Regions from separate parts of the Mus musculus genome. Here region 2 is linked to region 1. A link is a contact called in public HiChIP or PLAC-seq data. All regions are on one chromosome and are shown on one strand. The core of a region is the stretch at or near the end of the contact, and the rest is flanking DNA. Distances in the headings are between cores, read along the strand shown.

What was found. HiChIP or PLAC-seq counts read pairs in DNA pulled down with a chosen protein or histone mark.
Region 2: an H3K27ac HiChIP or PLAC-seq map of embryonic stem cells shows a contact between it and region 1, with 18 read pairs. The contact joins two enhancer-like sites. A contact is called at or near these places in 1 of 39 promoter capture datasets (hematopoietic stem and progenitor cells), 3 of 484 Hi-C or Micro-C datasets (bone marrow-derived macrophages, hematopoietic stem and progenitor cells and rod photoreceptor), 4 of 115 datasets of contacts at active chromatin or transcription factors (the HPC-7 cell line, bone marrow-derived macrophages and embryonic stem cells) and 3 of 9 other capture datasets (adipose tissue, liver and pancreatic islet).

What each region holds. Positions count from the first base shown.
Region 1 is chr1:134,566,876-134,574,250 of GRCm38.p6, forward strand. The region is part of intron 1 of Kdm5b (lysine (K)-specific demethylase 5B); the gene reads left to right. Among named protein-coding and RNA genes, the nearest start is that of Kdm5b, 10 kb to the left of the region's middle. Within about 2 kb of position 3,901, at least 8 of the 459 cell types and tissues checked have an H3K27ac peak or open chromatin away from gene starts, as enhancers often do. A contact at or near this core is called in embryonic stem cells, where this site is marked.
Region 2 is chr1:134,434,267-134,441,422 of GRCm38.p6, forward strand. No RefSeq gene overlaps it. Among named protein-coding and RNA genes, the nearest start is that of Klhl12, 18 kb to the right of the region's middle. Within about 2 kb of position 1,310, at least 26 of the 459 cell types and tissues checked have an H3K27ac peak or open chromatin away from gene starts, as enhancers often do. A contact at or near this core is called in embryonic stem cells, where this site is marked.

The DNA of each region.
Region 1 (7,375 bases), core at 2,651-5,150:
TGTTAAGATAAAGTTGTTGCCAGGCATGGTGATGATGCACACCTGTAATCCCAGTATCATAAGGCAAGAGGAGAGAATGTTTAAAGCCAGCTGCTCATCTCTTAAAAATCTGTTTCTTCCAAGAAATATTTTTTTAGGGATAAACATTTTATCAAATCTGTGCATGTTGTGTGTATTCTTAAAAGTCAGTTTATTATGTACAAGGAAGGGCTATTTTAAAAGCTGCCTAGAGTTGTTTTTTTGTGCATCCGTATTCATATTCGTGCCTGCAAATGACTGTGTGCTCATTTCGTGGCATGTGCACACGGAGGTCGGAGAATAATCCTCCTGCGTGTGTGTTGGTTCATACTTTTTTTAAAAAAAGATTTATTTATTTATATGTAAGTACACTGTAGCTGTCCTCAGATACTTCAGAAGAGGGCATCAGATTTCGTTACAGATGGTTGTGAGCCACCATGTGGTTGCTGGGATTTGAACTCGGGACCTACGGAAGAGCAGTTGGCGCTCTTAACCACTGAGCCATCTCGCCAGCCCCTGGTTCATACTTTTTGTTTAAGACAGCCTGTTTTTCTACTGTGTATGCCAGGTTACTAGTCTTCACACTTCTGCCTCTCCTTGCCATCTTCCCATAGAAGCCCTGGAATGAGGAATGCTGTTTCCATGTGGTTGATCTTCATGTTTGTGCAGCAAGCTATTTTACCCACTGAGCCATCTTCCCAGCCAGCCCTAGAATTTTTTAATCTGGTTGCATCATGACCTTGGATAAAGTCTGTTTACCCCAGTGTGTATACCTTCTCATCTGCTCTAAAGGGATCTGACACTGACCGAGGGCTACTGTCTGGGTTAATTAATGGATTGCAGGAGCTTAAATCTTCAAGTCTCCCTTCCCCCCATCCCCACCCCCTTCCTTTGCTAAGAAGAGTCTGGGAACAGATGTAGCAAGACAGAAAAGTCTGGGACAAATACATATCCCTCATTTTCCTACAGAGAAGAATTGATTTTAGTGAAATTAGGAAAGGCAAAAAAGCCCAACACCATCAAAGCTAGAATAAGAACTGGGCATGGTCTGCATTCCTGTCTGCTTTAGTTTAGAGGCAGGTGATCAGTTAGAGGCCAGCCTGGCTTACTCATGTTCTAGGTTAGTTTTGGAAATACAACAAGACCTCCCAACCCCATTTCTAACCCCCAATCCTAGGATATACCTGGATGTGATAGGTTATTCCCAGCATCCAGTAGGCAGAGACAGAATCATGAGTTTAAGACCAACCCAAGATAAATAGTGAAACCTTGATTTTAAAAAATCCAAACTAGGGCTGGGTGGTGGCACACACCTTTAATTCCAGCACTTGGTGGGCAGAGGCAGGCAGATCTGAGTTTTGAGGCCAGCTTGCTTCTACATAGTTAGTTCCAGGACAGCCTGGGCTCTGTTACAGGAGAAACCCTGCCTTGAAATAAATAGCAACCTCCCCCCCCCCCCAAAAAAAAAAAAAAAAACTAGTGGATACTGGGGAGGTTAACTGAAGGGCAGCCATGAGGAAGTCATGGCTGGTGAGACTCTTCAGTGATGGCTCTGTTTTGGGGTCCTGTAAGTAACCCCTCAACCATTATCTGGGAAGCCCAATAAATGCACTGAAAGAAAACCCACACAGAGAAGCCTCCCCCCACATGAATCTAACAAGTATAATCTTCCTTTTTGCTTGCTTGCTTGCTTGTTTATGAGGGGTTCATGTAACCCAAGGTGTCCATGAACTCCCTACCTCCCAGGTATTGAATTGTAGCTTTGCATTATCATATTCTAGTTTATTCCTTGTTTTAGATGTGTAAATGTTTTGCTTGTGTGTGTGTGTGTGTGTGTGTGTGTGTGTGTGTGTGTATACGTACTAGTGAGTGCCTGATGCTTAAAGTGGTCAGAAAAGGGCATCGGATTCCCCTGGAACTAAAGTTACAAATGATTATGAGCTGCTTCATGGGTGCTGTGAATTGAACCTGGTCTTTTGGAAGAACAGCAAGTGCTCTTACCACTGAACCATCTCTCTTGTTTTTATTTTTTAAAGATTTATTTGTATGCATTTATTTTGGTCTATGTGCATGAATATGCATATGTGTGTGGGAATTCAGGTACTTAACTTGTGCACCTGTAGAGGCCAGAAAAGGACATTAGAGCTTTAGAACTTGGAATAACAGTGTTGGTGGATATCCTGCTTGAGGTACTGGTTCTGGGATCAGAACCCCAGTTCTCATGATTGTGCAACAAGTGCTTTTAACTGCCGAGCCATTTGCTCCAGCACTGTTGCGTTATTCTTGAGACAGGGTCTTACTGTGCAGTTCAGGCTAACATCTTGGTTGATTCAGGTGTAGATTTTCTCAGTACCTGAATCTTTAATTTGAAGCCTGCCGGATCTATAACTGAAAAACAATTTGTGTATGTGTGTGTGTGCGCGCGCATGCACACACACCTGTATAGTAACAGCAATTGAACTAGGGCCTCACTCTTGCTAGGCAAGCATTGTGCCAGTGAGCTACAGCCCCAGCACATCTGCCACTTTCTGTGTCACAGTGTTTTAAAAAATAGACAAACTTTTTCAATGAAAGTAACTAGAATTCGCAATCAGAAAAACTTGGAACTCTGAGTCTGGAGATTTATGGATCTTATAAAGAACCCCATTGGGTTCCTAGTGCCCATGTCAGGCTTCTAACTGCCTATAATGCCAGCTCCAGGAGTCCAACTCCTCAGACTTCCAGGGACATTTGAAGTCACATGCATATAGAGACACATAACTAAAGCCTTGGAATTATGTAGTCTCTTCTATTACTTCTTAGGTGGACCTATATTTTATATTTTACTTCTCTTTGGTGGGCCTATGCATTGTATACTTTTACTGTGTTTTTACTACTATGCTTTTGTGAGTGTATGTATTAGTCTTAAGTCAAACTTAATAATGTTTTCTAGATGTATGTAAGTACTGTCCAGCTGAAGGGATGGCTTGCTCATTTGATACAATGCTTGTCTGTATGAAATATGAGAGCCTGAGTTTGAGACCAAGAAATATACAAAATCTGGCTGTGTGTAGTAGCCTATTCTGGTCATACTGTTCATTGCTGGGGAAGCAGAGAACACAGGAAGGTGCTTGGGGCTCACTAGCCTATCAGTCTAGCCTAATTGTCTAATTATCAGTCTAGCTGCTAGGTCAACCTGACACTTTTTTTTTTTTCCTCCAGAGACAGGGTTTCTCTGTATAGTCCTGGAACCCACTTTGTAGACCAGGCTGGCCTCGAACTCAGAAATCCACCTGCCTCTGCCTCCCAAGTGCTGGGATTAAAGGCGTGCACCACCACGCCCGACTCCTGACATTCTTTTTAAAGGAGTTAAATGTTATTTCAAAGGAATTGACTGTCCTCTCTGACCTCATACACTCCTCAACACATGTGCACCTGCATACATACACACTCATTACAGAGACACTTCGATGATAGTAAGGCCTGCCTGCTCTTAGTGTGTTTGTGTATGTGCATGATGTGTGTGGGTGCACGTACTATGCCAGGCCGTGGAGGTCAGAGGGTAACTTTGTCAAGCTGATTCTCGCCCTCTACCTTCATATGGCTTCCAAGGATTGGTTTGTAAGGTAAAAACTTAACTGTGGAGTTACCACTAGAGCCCGCCCCATCCATGTACTAAGTTACGATCTATGTCTTCAAATGTTAGGCATTTTAGTTGGTATCTCGTAGTTTGGCTAGGTTCTTTTTCTGTGTTCTCCATGTGGCCAGTCCTCAACATTCCATCTCCGGTTCTTTGTCTAGGATTAAGATATCATCCTTATTCAGGCCTTGTTTAGGCAGTCGTGTTGAAGAGTCTCTATGGGTGTAGCTTCTCTTACCAAACTTCCTATTCTTCTGGTTCTTAAGAGGTCTCCCACTTCCTGCTGCTATGATTCCTGACCCTTTTGTTCAGCAGTTGTGTTGCAGATGTATCAGTTGGGCTGGGCACCGCACTTGTTCTTTGCACTTTGAGAGGCTGTAGTTTTCTGTAGTGATCTCTCTGTTGGTGTCTCTTTGAGAGATGAGACCCACACTGATCTTTTTCTTAATGTCCTGTGTGACATTGACATGTATCCTGTAGGCTACAGTTGTGAAACACTGTTTTACTCTAATTGTATAATGCCAGGAACAGAACAAATCCCCGCTACACCTCCATACTTAGAGAGCTTTAGGCAGGAGTCTCCTGGTTTCTGTGTGGTTGTACCAGGTCATCATTTGGAGATATTTCAGCCAGATGGCAACTTCTCTTCTTTGCCAGACTATATTTGAAGGTAGAAGACAAAGTAGGTTCTCTTTCTTCACATCTATACTCTGGTCCTTGTGTGTGTGTGTGTGTATGTGTGTGTGTGGGGCAAGGAGGAAGAGTGGAGAATGGAAAAGGTGTGTTTTTTGAAGTATAACCTCTACTTTGTAAAATTCAAAGTATTTAAGATTCTCTTCCTTGAGGCACCCATCCACTATGATGCTGTATTTGGACAAATTGAGAAGAGTCACTAGATTTTCCAGTATGAGGAGAGATAGCTTCAGGGATATGTAGAGATTGGGTTTTGATTTTATTTTTTTATACTTAAATTGTATTCATTCTCTTAGTTTTTTCTTTCATTGTTAATCTGTCTTTTACTATTTTCTGTTTGTAAAATATGTCTTTGCTATAAATAATGGGTAATTGTTATCAGATTTTTTTCTTTTTTAGAGAACAGTGTTTAGGATTTGGTTTGGGTGTGGTGTGTGTTTTGTGTGTGCATGCACCACACACACGTGCATAGGACATTCTTAGGCATCTAGTAAATGAAAACTTGAAGAGAAAAAGTTATTTAGTAAAATAAAAATTTCCTGGCTTCTGGTGACATTTTCATTATTACGTTATCCTGGACCCAGACTATTTTCAGAGTTTTTTTTAGCTTGCTTATAAAAGCAAAATAATGCTGACCCATCTTTACATCCTGAAGTTGGAAGGAAAGAGATAGTGTGTGGTGGAACTAGGATTTGAGCCTAGACAATGAAGGACTTTAGTTAGTGATCATTTATTAAGAATAAAGAAATAGAGACATGATCTAACTTTGCAGCCCTGTCTGGTCTGAAACTCGTCCTGCTGGCATGAAGCTCTGTCTGCTTCTGCCTCAGGAGAAGCCACGGCACCCAGTGGCTTTCTCTTCTTTCTGTTTTTAAAGACTAATTTATCTTTTTAGTTTTTCAAGACTTTTTCCTCTATAGCTCTGGCTGCCCTGGAACTCTGTAGACTAGGCTGGCTTTGAACTCAGAGATCCAATTGCCTCTACTGCCATGAGTGCTGGGATTAAAGGGGTGTGCCAAGATTAATTTTTCTATAGCCCAGGCTGGCTTCAAACTCAGTTATCTCATCTTATGCAGGAGAGTATTCATGCTATTGTGTACAGCTTTTTTTTTTTTTTTCCTTTTTTTTGAGACAGGGTTTCTCTGTGTAGCTCTGGCTGTCCTGGAATTCACTCTGTAGACCAGGCTAGCCTTGAACTCAGAAATCCACCTGCCTTTGCCTCCCGAGTGCTGGGATTAAAGGCGTGCGCCACCGAGCCCGGCAATTTATTTATTTTTATTATATGTAAGTACACTGTCTTCAGACGCACCAGAAGAGGGCTCCAGATATTGTTACGGGTGGTTGTGTGGCTGCTGGGATTTGAACTCAGGACCTTTGGAAGAGCAGTCAGTGCTCTTAACCTCTGAGCCATCTCTCCAGCCCATGTACAGCTCTTTAATAGGTTTAATAAATGCAGCTTTTCCTTTCTGGTCACTGAAATATAAAGACATGGCAATAGTAAGGTACAGATACAGAACGTTAGAGTGTCATTTTGTATTTTTAGGGAGTCCTAACTGGCCTTGAACTCTTAACAGAGAGTGACTTGGAGCTCCTGATTCTAATGCTGCTAATATTAGGACATAAACGACAACAACAGAAACCACAAAACAAGCAGAAAAGAAAGTGTGTATGTGTGTGTGTGTGTGTGTTCATGTGCACGGGGTACATATGATCATCAGAGCTGCAGTCACCTCAGCTTGTCAGGTTTGACAGATGCTTTTATCCACTGAGATATCACTTATACAGTGGATCATTGATACCAAACAGCCGTTTAAATGATGGCCAGTTCCTTTGGCTGCAGTTTTTTCATATTTTAGGCTAATAACTTATTTTGGAAATGTAGCAGTGGATGGAAGAAGTAAACAACTGAAAGTTGGAGACAGCGTTTAACCAGCGTGATGGAAGGAAGCTGCTGTTGGATGGCAGGGAAATGCCCACTTACATCTTTAATTGGGCATGCTCATTACATCCTTTTCACAGCGATGCTTACAGACTGTAATCCTACACTTGACAGGCTGAGTCAGGAGGATTGTGAGCCCCTGAACTATGTATGACCAGGAAACTTTGCCTCAGAAAAAAAGAACCAAAAATAAACAAAAAATAAGCGGGTGGGTGCCTTAGTGTATTTGTGCTGCTATAACAAAATATTTGATAAGGATACTTTATAAGTAGTAGTAGTAGTACAAATTCTTTTTAAATTGTCAAAGCTGGCAATTGTAGATTAGACTCTCCTGGGTTTCCTGTCTTACAAGGGCAAGCTAGGTCTCTATACTCAAGTATAGAGTAGTAGAAGGAGATCTAGACTCCTAGGAGATAAGAATAAGAGAAAGAGCCTGTGTGTGTGGGGGGGGGGAGGGAGGAGAGAGAGAGAGAGGGAGGAAGAAGAGGGGGAGGAGGAGGGGGAAGGAGGGAGGGAGGGAGAGAGGGAGAGAAAAGGAGAGAGCAGGGAGCCCAAATTGTCTGGGTTGGAAAATTTAAGGTTGGGGGCAGGGTGTGCTAGGTAGGGACTGAAGGATGCTGGGAGAACCTGGAGACCAGGTCTGCTTTGATATGTAAAATATGCACCCCAGTCCCTTGTCCCAGTGGTGTATAACCAAACAGGTTTAAATTCAGTACTATTTGGGATCATACATGTTTATTTAAAATAATTGTCTCCATCCTTAATGTTAGCATTACATTTAATTTACCAAACGTGTAGCAGGGCTAAATCTCTATACTTCAGAAGAAAGTAACGCAACTTTTTTGTTTTTGATGCTTTTATTTTTATTTTATATACATTGATTGGTATTTTGCTTGCACATGTCCGCGGGTGTCAGTCAGATCCCCTGTTTTTGTAAGATGCCACATGGGTTCTGAGTGTCCTGGAAGAGCAGCCAGTGCTCTTAACTGCTGAGTCATATCTTCAGCCCTACTGTCTTTATTTTTAATTAATTATTTTTTGTTTTGTTTTTCAAGACGGGTTTTTTCTCTGTTTAGCCTTGGCTGTCCTGCAACTCAATTTACAGA
Region 2 (7,156 bases), core at 60-2,559, 140 kb before region 1:
ATTTGAAATTATCATTATTTTCAGGACAGGGTTTCTCTGTGTACTCCTGACTCTCCTGGACTCACTTTGTAGACCAGGTTGGCCTTGAACTCGCAGAGATCCAAGTGCTGGGATTACAGGCATGCACCACCATGCCCGGCTTAATATTTTAGTCTTCTGGTCAGTTGGATTCTATAACCACAACCTCATGGGGAGTAGCCAGTTCTCATCTTAGGGAACAGCCTTTCGTGTACAGATAATTATGACAAGTGATTTCATTTGCTTATTTTACTATGATCAGATACTAGTTGGGGGAAGCAAATTTCCAGTCATTACAGAAGAAATTAGAATTGTAGTTCTAAATTTTACCCAACAAAATTATCCTTTCTCCATGTACTAAATAGTAGCGACAGAGATACAAATAGGAAACCAGAGTTGTGAGAAGTCAGGATTCTATAGATTTTGTGAACATAACATTCTATTGTCAGAGAAGAAAAGGAGGCTCCAATCTACTCTTTCATCTACTTCCCATAACACAGGTATTGTTTAGTATTTTTGTTTTCAATTCTTGTTAACTGTACTATGGGACCCCTGAGGATTCATTTCATCAGAAAACATGGGCCTTTAAAGTCTTTCAGATCATGTGTTTGTCAGGGTTGGTTAGAGTCACAGAACTTATGGAAGGTCTCTATATTGAGAGATTGAGGGAATTTATTGTAATGGCTTACACTCTCTAGTCCAACTAACCCAACAATGGGCAGCTGTGGATGGGAAGTCCAAGAATCTAGTAGTTGCTCAGTCCCTCGGGTTAGTTGTTTGAGCTGCTCTTCTGTAGAAGTAGGTTCCCACAGATGTGCTGGCTAGTAGGTGCAAGCAGGTATAGAGTGAGTCTTCCTTCTCCCAATACCCTTATGTAGGCCTCCAACAGAAGGTGTAGCCCAGATTAAAGGTGTTTACCACCACCCCTGGAATCTGAGACTTGCTTTGTCCCAGGCTGACCTTGAACTCAGAGGTCTGCTTGCCTCAGTCTCCTGGAATTACTTACTAAGCTTTTCATGGCCATTGTGCCTCAAGATCTCCATGTCAAGATCCAGGTCAGAAACTTGTATCTTCCAGCCTCAAGATCTGGGTCACAGGTGAGCCCTCCACTTCTGGACTACAGTTCATTCCAGATAGAGTCAAGTTGACAACCAGGAATAGCCACCACAGGTTATAACTTGGGTTTGTTTGTTTGTTTTTTTTTTTTTTACTTTTACTTTATGTATATGAGTGAGTGCACACGTATCTGCCATGTACGTGTAGTACCTAGGGAAGCCAGAAGAGGGAGTCAGATTCCCCGAAACTGGAGTTACAGATGGTTGAGAACCAGCGGGTGGGGTGCCAGGAAGTTAGGTCCTGTGAAAGAACAGGAAGTGTTCTGACCCACTGAACTCTCTCCAGCTCCAAGTCCCACTTTTTAGACTTTCTTTGTTGGGTTTTGGTTCTGTGGGTGTTTTGTTTCTGTTTTGTTTTTGAGACAGGGTCTAACTCTGCAGCCCTGGCTGGCCTGAAATTTGCTATGTAGATCAGACTGGCCTCAAATTCATGGGGATTCATCTTCTGCCTCTCAAGTGCTGGGATCAAAGGTATGTGCTACGACTCCTTACAAATTGTCTTTCTTTTTCAATTAACACTTTATCAATATATCCTGTCTTTCAACATTTTGTTTTGTTTGTCAGTTTTTTGGGTTGTTTTGTTGTTGTTGTTGTTTTCATTTTTTTGAGTCAGGTTTCAATGTTCTGGACTTGATTTATAGACCAGGCTGGCCTCAGACTCACATAGATCCACCTGCCTCGACTCCCTGGTACTGGAACTAAATCCATGTACCGCCACACTGGACTTCTAACATAAAATTTAAAGGTATGTCCTTTAGTATTTTTAGCAAATACAGCATGTTCTGAAATAGACTATTATGCCTCCAAAGAGGGTTTTTCTTTTCTTTCTTTTTTTTTTTTTTGGCTCTAATATTGAGTCCGTTTGACTTTAAAACAACAAAAAACCCCATAATGTTACCGTTGGAAACTAGTGGTCTTGTAAGGTTTGGATAAAAATCACCTGGAATTTTAGTATATCTCTTATTAATAAGAGTGAATAGAGCAGCGTTACTGCCCAGATTGTTAATTTGTTATATTTTTACCTGCTTTATTATCAGTAAGTCACTGTTATCCACGTGGTTGGAACTGGTTATTGTGTCCCCTTTTTATTACTAGGGAGATGATTATGTATTTATTTGGTTGTAGGAATTTGAATGTAAATAGAAATACCTCCCCACACCCCATGAAGTTTTCTTTGGAAGATTTAAAAGAGGTTTGTGTTCATTTAAAAACTGGATTATTTCTGAATTATACTGAACGACAACCCTTCTATGAAGTTAGTAAACTTTTTGAATCTTTTTTCACATGGAGATTTGGTTTTAGTATATGATTTGGGGATGTCAAAGCTCTTAAATAAGAAAGATCTTAACAGTGTGCTGTGGGAGAATGAAAAACGTGTAAAGCTGTCGAGTCCCCAGCTTGCCTGCTACCTATGTGGATGTGTTCCCCAGGAGAATCAGCCCACGTGGGAAGTGAGAAATAAGACTCATGTGCTTAAGTCCTGATGTTCTGCAGCACCTGAGGAGTTAACTACTTGTAGGACCCTTCTTATCCAGGCTGGCCTGGTCTTTGTTCATTCGCTGTGTTGTCTTTCCCAACAGAGTCATCTGATCTTAGCTGTGGCTCACTTAGTCCCTGTCCTCTGAAAGCTCACCATGAAAATTTTCTATAACCAAGTCTTTTCTTTGGTTGGTTGGTTTTTTTTGAGACAGGGTTTCTCTGTATAGCCCTGGCTGTCCTGGAACTCACTTTGTAGACCAGGCTGGCCTCGAACTCAGAAATCCACCTGCCTCTGCCTCCCGAGTGCTGGGATTAAAGGCATGCACCACGATGCCCAGCTCTCTATAACCAAGTCTTAACTTATTAATTACCATACTAAACATCCCTTATAATGTGTGATGTCTTCCTTTAGGAGAGATGGCTTATGTAGGTAGCTCTTGGCTTGGTCCGTTTCATAAGAGTCCCTTTATAAAGAAGTATGTCATGGTTTCCAATGGGGGTAAAACTTAGAAAAACAAATGAGAATGTTTTTAGCTAAAGAAGCCAAACACTAGGGCCTGGAGAGATGGCTCAGCAGTTAAGAGCACTGGCTGCTCTTCCAAAGGGCAACGGTTCAGTTCCCAGCAACCACATGATACCTCATACCTGTCTATACTTCCAGTTTGAGGGGATTATCACCCTCAGACATACATGCAGGCAGAACACCAATATATAAAATAGATAAACTATTACAATAAAGCTCTGAGCTTTGGTCACTTCTGACAGTTAATTTTGTTGGTGCCACATGTCCATTTAATCCATCCCAGGTATAAGCACAATGAATACATTTACTTATTGAGTAGGATTGGCCCAAGTGGCAAAATCCCCTTTTAAGATTTATTTTTAAGCTAGGTGTGTTGATGGTGCAACAACTTTAATCCCAGTGCTAGTGAGGCAGGGGCAGGTGGTTCATTTGAGTCCAGCATAGTCTAGACAGTGAGTTTCTGAACAGCTAGGTCTACACAGAGAAACCCTATCTTGAAAAAATTTTTAAAAGATTTATTTTATTGTGGCGGGAGGGGGGACTTTGGCGCACACACATGTCACTTTGGGAACTTATAGATGTCCCATGTATGTGGGTGCCAGCAGAGGCCAGAAAGGGGAGTTTGGATTCCTCGAAGCGGAAGATGTATGCAGTTGTGAGCTGGCAGACCTGGTGCTGGGAACAAAACTCAAATCCTCTGAAAGAACAGCAAGCACTCAGAAACACTGAGCCATCTCTCCAGCACCATGAATAAGTCTTTGTAATAGAATTTTTCCTACTACTGCGATGGTGGCTTTTCTGGCAGAGGAAGACTTCAAATCAGTCCAAAAGCATGCAAATTTAGCATTGGGATCTATTTTAGCTTTAAGTAGGAAAATTTGGATAAAATCTTATCATCAGGTATCAAACATTTCATATAAGAATGGGATAGAACAGAATTCTTGTTCTTCAACCCAGTCTTTAAGAATGGAAATGTACAGTGTAGTGGAAAGTTGGGCTTTACTTTTGTGGTGGATTTGACTAGGAATGGTCCCCAGAGCCTCATAAATTTGAATGCTTGGCCATTAGGGAGTGGTGCTACTGGACAGGGGTTAGGGGGTGTGGCCTTATTGGAGGAAGTGGTCATAGGGGGCGGACTTTGGGGTTTCAAATATTCAAGCCAGTACCAGTGTCTCTGCTGCCTGCAGACCCAGATGTAGAACACGCCACTCCGTCAGCACCACATCTGCCTGCAAGCTGCCATGTTTCCTACCTTGATAATGGACTGAACCTCTGAACCTGTAAGCCAGTCCCCATCAAATGTTGTCCTTTATAAAAGTTGTCATGGTCATGGAGTCTCTTCATAGCAATGGAAACTCTAACTGGCTAACTTTATATCAATATTTTTTTATTTTGACCTAAGAAATTGCTTTTTATATTTATTTTGCGAAAGGATGTCACTGAATTGATCAGGCTATCCTTCAACTTACTCTGTAGCCCAGGCTAACCCTGAATCAGCCTCAGGAGTAGCTGGGATTACAGGTGTGTACCACCAGAGGGTTTTCTTGTTTTTTTTTTTTTTTTAAGTTGGTCCCACTATGTAACACAGGAAGTTCTGAAACCCTCTGTAGACCAGGCTGGCTTTGAGTATATAAAGATCTACCTACCACTGCCTCCAAAGTGCTGGGGTCATAGCTTTTATCTTTCACAAATGTTTGGCTTTCTAGTTTGTCCTCACCTTTTCTCTTATGGAAGAAAAATCATCTAGGACAAGAGGAGTTTATACTCAGTTTGTGAAAACATTTTTTTTTCTTAATAAAATTACTATATATTTTTTGAAAATCTATATCTGAAACATGGCAAAAACCATTAACATGGATGAGATTTATTGGTTTGGGAGAGTGACTGTCTAGCATGGATGAACCCCTCCCTATAATCCCTACTGCCGCATAGACCAGGCTTGGTTCACTTTAGGCATGCTGTTTGTAGTTCCAGCACTCAGGAGTGCAGACATGGGCAGATTAGAAGTCAACAAATTAGCTGGGCATGGCAGTGCACACCTTTGATCTCAGCACTTGGGAGGCAGAGGCAGAGGCAGGCGGATTTCTGGGTTCAAGGCCATCCTAGTCTACAGAGTGAGTTCCAGGACAGCCAGGACTACACAGAGAAACCCTGTCTCCCAAGCCCCCCCCCCCAAAAAAAAAAGATAAAACAACGAAAATGGAATTAAAGCCTGGTGTCTCTGGCTCACCCTGCAGTTTACTTTTTTCTTTTAGGAAGCTTTCTTGGCAGGACGATGTGTTTCTGTCTTCCTGTAGGAGGTGTTCAGATAAAAATCTAATCCTGATTAGATGTGATATAGTTAGTATGTAAGCACATTAACTCACTGAGCAGCTAATTTTAATGAAACATGCAGGTAAGGGATTATGTTAAACCTGCAGTCACCTTGGATTCCAGGGACAGAAAGCCTCCCAGGATAGACTGGCAGCCACATGTCAGTTACCAGTGAGGGTGCAGATGCACCGTGTCACTGAGGCCGGCTCCTCGGGTGAAGGACTTCTAGGGTCTTGCTGCACAACAGCTCAGAGTGATGGAGACCACGCCTCCTTAAGACTAGCTCAGAGTGTGCACCCCTTCGCTCTTTCCCCTCTTTCTTCTCTACTCAAAATCAAAACATCAGTACTCCAAAAATGGACTTGGGGACCACTGGGCCTCTCCATCTGTCCCTCCCAGCGCTGCTGTATTGATGAAATTTCCTCTTAGACCCTCAGCATTACCCAAGTCTTTAATTGGTACATTGAAACAGGTAGTCCAGCCTGGTAGGGCTGTCAGACTTGGGGGTTTTGCCCTAAAATTCAAATCTCATTACAAACTAGAAGGTTTTAGACTGGATTTACGTGAGTGAGGAATGATCTCTGGTCTGTACACACAAGATGAAGTAAAGCCATTTAAAAAGGAGTGCGAATCTGAATTTATAACAGTGAAACCAATCAAGGTCATCCGCTCATTTAGTCAAACTTTAGAGTTCATAGAATCAACAGTTCCTGCAAATACCAATGAAAGAGCTCACAGTCCATCTAACCACAGTGTATCCAGTAGAAACAAAGTAGAAACATTCCTCTGAAGCATGAAACTTCAATAAAACCCATACAGATCAGGAACTGATGTGTATTTTGTAGACAGAGCTTATCAGGGCTATGGAGATGGCTCGGGGGAGGTGCGCTGGCAGGCAGACCTGAGGACCGGGAGTTCATACTCAAGAGCCAACCAGGTGGCAGGCGAAAACTGACGTCAAGCCAGTTTGTGGATTATAGTTTTTGTTCTGTTTATGGATTATTAGAAAAGGAATGAAGGAGAGATGATGAAACTGATGACAAGGTCGCAGGGCAGAGGAGAAGAGGGTTGAGAAGTTAGATTCACACACATTTAGCCTGAGTTTGGCACAACTTCTTATTTTTAAAATAGTGATTATTGGGGGGCGTGAGGGGGTGCCATGGCACAGGTGTGGAGGTCAGAAAGGGACATGTGGGAGTCCCTTCTCTCCTACCTCTGACCTTCCCATGCGTTGACACAGTGCCTGCATGAACACACAAGATGTAGAGGAACCAACAGAACTTTTTCATGAGAGGAAGATCCCTTTACAAATGGAATTTTTAATCAGAAGTCAATATTAAGTTTATTTTGTGTGTGAATGCCTTACCTCTGTGTGTGTGTGTGTGTGTGTGTGTGTGTGTGTGTGTGTGTGTGTATGCACCATGTATGTGTAGGAGTATGGAAAGGTCAGAACTGGGCATCAGAGTTACAGGCTACCATGTAGGTGCTGGGAACTAAAACTTCGTCTTCTACAAGAGCAGTAAGTGTGCTTAACCACCAGGGCATCTTTCCTGCCCCAGGGTATATATAACTATAGGTGTATAGGGTTCAAGAACTTCAAAATCAAATTCATAGCCCAATTTTTGTCCAGGGAATTAGGTAATAGCAGAGTTATTTCTCCCTCTTAGAGAAATCATAAATGAGACCGAAAGAACCTTTGCCGCTGATA